Linked DNA regions of Mus musculus: region 1 is linked to region 2. Evidence: chromatin contacts called from public HiChIP or PLAC-seq data. All regions are on one chromosome and are shown on one strand. The core of a region is the stretch at or near the end of the contact, and the rest is flanking DNA. Distances in the headings are between cores, read along the strand shown. Region 1 overlaps Gm32663 (a long non-coding RNA gene). Region 2 has its middle 18 kb from the start of Nup107.

Region 1 (2,700 bases), core at 167-2,666, 230 kb after region 2:
TGATCCCTAGAGGATGCTATGTTCATGATCTACCTGGGAGCAGAGACTGTTCATGCAGAAGAGGAAGGCCCTTTGGGCAGCCGGGTGTGGCCAATGAAAATTTAGCAGCTTAGCCAGCCTCAGAGCTGCTGGGATCGAAGCCCACGCCTCCTTAGTCCCAGGCCTGTCCTGCGTCTACCTGCCGAGAACTGAAACTGCAGGCACGCGCAGTGCGTTTAAAGCTTTCCGCACATACTTTCATCTCTCAAACCTTTCCTCGATGCCAAAATACAAAAAGCACGGGGTGTTTAGTGGAAAATTTTGTTGTGATTTTTGGCAGTCCTCTATCTGTTCAGTATCTTTTGGCAGCGACAGGAATATTTATTTTCCTTTGGGGGAATTGCTTGCCACTCTGTTCCATTCTAGCCGGGCGGGTAACAGAGAGGCCTCGCTCACCCCAGCCACACTGCAGGCCAAATTGAATACAGGACTCACCGAAATGGGTGCCACCCTGGAACTTGATCTCACTTGGCTACACAGAGACTAAAGAGAGCTCACTTATTCCAGTAATAAAGCCAGAGACTGTGACACTTCTGGTGACACAGGCCTTCTAGGGATCATGGTTGTTTTGGTTTGTTTGTTCGTTCTCAGGAACTTGTCACCTTCCAGAGACCCCCACTTTCAAACACCACCACACACTGGGCAGCCTTCGACTGGTAAGGTCTGGCATCAGAGACATTCTGCCTATTGTGCTAAGGGTAGGTAAATTGACCAACTTCATACAGTTTGTAGTTGGCAGAACTAGGAATTGAATCCACTGAAAATTTCAGTATGTCTGGTAGTTCCCCCCCCCTGCAACCCCCCCTGCAACCCCCCCCCCCCGCTGTAATATTTTTGTTGGGAATCTAAAGGTATTGAATAAAGCTAAACATGTTCTTTAGATAACAAATTATCTTTCGCTCAGATTTAGGGTATGTACATATCATATATGTAAATATCATATATATGATATTTATTTACATATGTTATATGTATTTATATGCATTTACATATAATATATATTTAGGATATTTTCAGTCAGTATCATAGGAAGTATATCTGATCCATTATAGAGTCCCAAAAGATTTATGGAGTTAGAGTGCTTGGTAACTATAGATATTAATCAATTCAGCTTTCTAGTCTTACTGACAAGAAAATGCAGTCCAACAGATGTCTATATTGCCAAGCCATACTGAAGTTCCTATGTGTGGATAATGAGGTTTAGATGCAAACCAATTTAGCTTAGTCACAAGACAGGTGGGACTGGTAAATTTACATAGCTCAATTAAGATCTTCCAGCCAAAGGGAGCCTCCAGGTTTTATATAACAATGTATCCATTTGCCTCTGGCTGGGACAGGGAGGGGGGCTGAGAGTCTCAGTACACCTCAGTCTTTTTTCTTTACAGCCCACAGAGAAGGTTTTTCAATCACTTCCTTTGTGAAGCACTGAGCATCACTCTCACTTCAACCTAATGACACTTTTACATGCAAATGCCGAACACTTTAGATGCCCGGTTTAAAAACTAATCTATTCTATTTAAAGGCAAATTGTTATTTGGAAATCAGAAGCCACCTTCCAAGCAAGCTGAAACATTGCAGGGTGATTGAAGTGGTTGTATTATATGACCCCGGGTATGTTTTCATAGTTAGAAATAATGCAAGCCCCAGGCTTCCAAAAAGAATACATTGTGTGAAAGATGGCTGAGTGACTGAATGTCTTCTTTAACTAGGAGGGGAATGGCTGGGGGCCTGGTGGGGGACTTTCTGAAACAGTGAGAGCTTGTTAGGTTCAGCTTGGGGATCTTCCACAGAGGAGCTCAATACAGCATATTTTTATTTATTTGTCTGTTTGTTTATTTATTTATGTGGACAGTGCTTCTCTGTGTAGCTCTGTCTTGGAACTTGCTCTAAAGACCAGAGGCTGTCCTGGAACTCACAGAGCTCTGCCTGCCTCTGTCTGCCCCTGCCTGCCTCTGACTGCCTCTGCCTGCCCCTGCCTGCCCCTGCTTGCCTCTGCCTGCCCCTGCCTGCCTCTGCCTGCCTCTGCCTCTGTCTGCCTCTGCGTGCCTCTGCCTGCCCCTGCCTCTGTCTGCCTCTGCCTCTGCCTGCCTCTGCGTGCCTCTGCCTTAAGCATGCTGGGATTAAAGGTGTGGACCACCCCACCTGCTAACACAGCAAATATTTATTGGATGTTTCTTGTATGTGACCTTTGAACTAAGATCTTGGAGAATGAAGCTGCCTTCGGCATTTGTAAGGAATAGTCCCAGGACTCCTTATGATCTTCCAAACCTATGCATGCTCAAAACTCTTATATAAACCGATGTTTCCGTATAGTGCCTGCACATTCTCATGTATAGTTTAAATCGTCCCCTAATTAAGTATAATAGGGAGCACACTGTAAATTGTTGTTATGCAGATAGTTTGGGGGAGTGATATAAAGGAAAAAATTATGCTGAACCTGGTCAGTATAATTTCTTTCAAATATTTCCATTCCACGGTTGTTTGTATCTTATAAGCATCCTAGGCCAAAATGTTTGAGCTGTGTGTTTTCCTCCATTTACCCTTATCAACACATTGGTGTCTGTCTTGGTTTAGCCCTGGATGCTGTAGACTTTCCCTATCAACTATGGTCTTGTGTGTGTGTGTGTGTGTGTGTGTGTGTGTGTGTGTGTGTGTGTATGT
Region 2 (2,700 bases), core at 167-2,666:
ACTTTAAATCCAAGACTGCGGGAGGTGCTTCTGACCGTTACAGAGGTCTGCTGACTTAGACTCTGGCAGACAATGGCCCCCCAAAGGTTACACTGACACCCCCAACCCCCAAAACCTTTGATGCTACAATCAACTGAAAAAAAAGGGGGCACCTGCAGATGCAATTAAAGGTTTGGCAAATAACACTGGGTTATCCAGATGGGCTCTGAATACCATCACAAGTATCTTTAAATGCCAAAGAACGGGCTTGCTTCTGGCGTCTCTAGCAAGTGTGCAGTCCTGTTTTGATTTGGGGATGTGAGCAGGAACCTCTATAGCTTAAACCACCACATCTGTTAGAACACTCTGTTTAGGACACAAATGCTTCCCCAGAGAATTAGATAAATAGAGCTACAGCTCATTACAAAAACAGTTAATTTATCTTTAAAACATTTCTGGCCAAGTACTAAAGTATTGTTTAAGAAAAATGAGGGGGAAAAAAGTGTGGCCTTTATTGGGAAGCCATGTGACATTGGGAAGCCATGTCACACCTGGTGGTGGCCTGTACCCGTAGCCGTGGCCCAGCTATCAGCAGCTCTGGGGCACTCGGTAGAGATCCACAGAGGCCTGGTGCCTTGGATCAGCTGTCAGTCCCCATCAGGAGGTGTGAATGAGAGCAGAAACAGTGAGGGGCGTATGGTGGGAGATGATGACCACCCTCTGCCTCCAATCTTTAATCCAACCCTGTCCATCCCAAGTCTGCTTCTACCAGGCTTTCATGCTCAGTTCTTATGGAAGCAAATGTCACCCATACCTATTAGTAAGGGCAACTGGTCAAACGTGGCTCTCTGGGGAAGAAGACAGCCATCACTCAACATAAACCCACCCTTCCCCAAGGTGTTTTTTTTTTCTCCTTAAATGTATCCCAACAACAACTTCTTGTCAGCTTCTCTAGATTATCTTCATCGGTGCCCAATCCCTTTGTTCCTCACCAACCTCAGACATTTTTTCCCCCAAGCCTTGGCATCTAAGTTGTTCTAGTGGTTCTCAACCTGTGGGTCTCGACCCCGTCTGACAAACCTCTACCTCCAAAAATATTTACATTACGAATTGAATCGTCGACAGTAACAAAATCGTAAGTAGTAAGGAAAATGACTTTGTTCTTGGGCGGAGTCCCTATACCATGAGGAACCGTGGTAAAGGGCCGCAGCGTCAGCAGGGTTGAGGACCAACTGGTTAACTGCTAACCAATTCTCTAGTCACTCTTACCAACTGGTTAACGGCTAACTAGTTCTCTAGTCACTCTTACGGTTTTTGGGTTTTTCCTTTTACCCGAGCAATACGCCCAAATCACTTAAGGGGTTAAGTCTAGCTCAGCAGTTCCTCAGCATGCCTGGAATTCACTGCCTTCGCCTCTCCCACTGTGGAGGGACTCATTAAGTCTTCGGAAGACGTGACTTCTTTGCCTTATCACTTCTTCCCCAGCCCTGGAGCACATTGCAGGGTTGACAGTGATAGTTTCTTGTTCTGAAATCATTCCTCATAAGGGACGCAGACTACCACACCATAAACAGAAATCTGAATGGGCAACAGGCAGAAGACAAAACTCGAAAGACTTTTTGTTCTCTGCCTTATTTAAAAACTGCGGTGACCTTTTAACTTGGGTTGGTACATTACTCACACAGAAATCCTCTAAGGTAAGGGTGTTGTTTCTAGAAAAGTCAAATGCTGAAGAGCTAAAGGCTATAGATGGGCGTTACCACACTTCCCAACAACAGTGAGGGAGACGAGGCTAGCTTAGGTCCAGCAGAGATGAGGCTAACCTAGGTCTAACCAGCCATCAAGCCAAATAGTAACAGTTCTGCCCACTCTTCTCCAACAGATGAGAAGGCTGACAGCAAAGGAGAAAAAGCCTTTGAACTTGTCAAACTTGATAGCAGGTTTTGCTAAACTAACCACACCATCAAGATGGAAGGCTCTGTGCAGGTTCAACATACGGCCGGCAGAGCTTTGCTGGCTGCGCATCTCCACACAGGCAGAACACCTGCTTCATCTTCAGCACTGTGAATAGTGCCTGGAATACAGCAGGCGCTGGAGAGAACGGTGGCAATGAGGTAGGTATCTCAAATTCTAGATATAACCTCTAGTTCCTAAGATCAGCAACTTACAAGGTTCTAGATATAACCTCTAGTTCCTAAGATCAGCAACTTACAAGGTTGTAAGGGAAACAGGCTTAAAACATATAGGATACATAAAACCCCCCTGGAGTCAGAAAACAGATCCAGTTAGAACAGTCATTTTGTGTCTACTTTTGCAGAATGTAAACTACGGTCGGCCGGGCGTGGTGGGGTTTGCCTGTAGCCTCACCAGTCACCACTCAGCAAATGCGGCCAGGAAGAGGTCAAGGTCGTCTTTGACTACACAGCAGGTCTGAAATCAGCCTGGACTCAACAAGACCTTGTCTCAAAACCAAAGCTAAGCCAAGCGGTGGTGGCACACGCCTTTAATCCCAGCACTTGGGAGGCAGAGGCAGGTGGATTTCTGAGTTCTGAGTGGTCTATAGAGTGAGTTCCAGGACAGCCAGGGCTACACAGAGAAACCCTGTCTTGAAAAACAAATGAAAAAAACCCAACCAACCAACCAACAAAAATTCCCAACCAAACAAAAAAACCTAAAACAACAAAAATCCACCACCATCAAAACAGTAATAACAATAAAGAC

What was found. HiChIP or PLAC-seq counts read pairs in DNA pulled down with a chosen protein or histone mark.
Region 1: an H3K27ac HiChIP or PLAC-seq map of embryonic stem cells shows a contact between it and region 2, with 2.9 times the contacts expected there. The contact joins two enhancer-like sites. A contact is called at or near these places in 4 of 484 Hi-C or Micro-C datasets (the G1E-ER4 cell line, bone marrow-derived macrophages, embryonic stem cells and 1 more), 6 of 115 datasets of contacts at active chromatin or transcription factors (effector CD8 T cells, embryonic stem cells and microglia) and 4 of 9 other capture datasets (adipose tissue, embryonic stem cells, liver and 1 more).

What each region holds. Positions count from the first base shown.
Region 1 is chr10:118,043,590-118,046,289 of GRCm38.p6, forward strand. All of the region lies in intron 1 of Gm32663 (a long non-coding RNA gene), which reads left to right. Among named protein-coding and RNA genes, the nearest start is that of Gm32663, 32 kb to the left of the region's middle. Within about 2 kb of position 1,417, at least 22 of the 459 cell types and tissues checked have an H3K27ac peak or open chromatin away from gene starts, as enhancers often do. A contact at or near this core is called in embryonic stem cells, where this site is marked.
Region 2 is chr10:117,809,380-117,812,079 of GRCm38.p6, forward strand. No RefSeq gene overlaps it. Among named protein-coding and RNA genes, the nearest start is that of Nup107, 18 kb to the left of the region's middle. Within about 2 kb of position 1,417, at least 28 of the 459 cell types and tissues checked have an H3K27ac peak or open chromatin away from gene starts, as enhancers often do. A contact at or near this core is called in embryonic stem cells, where this site is marked.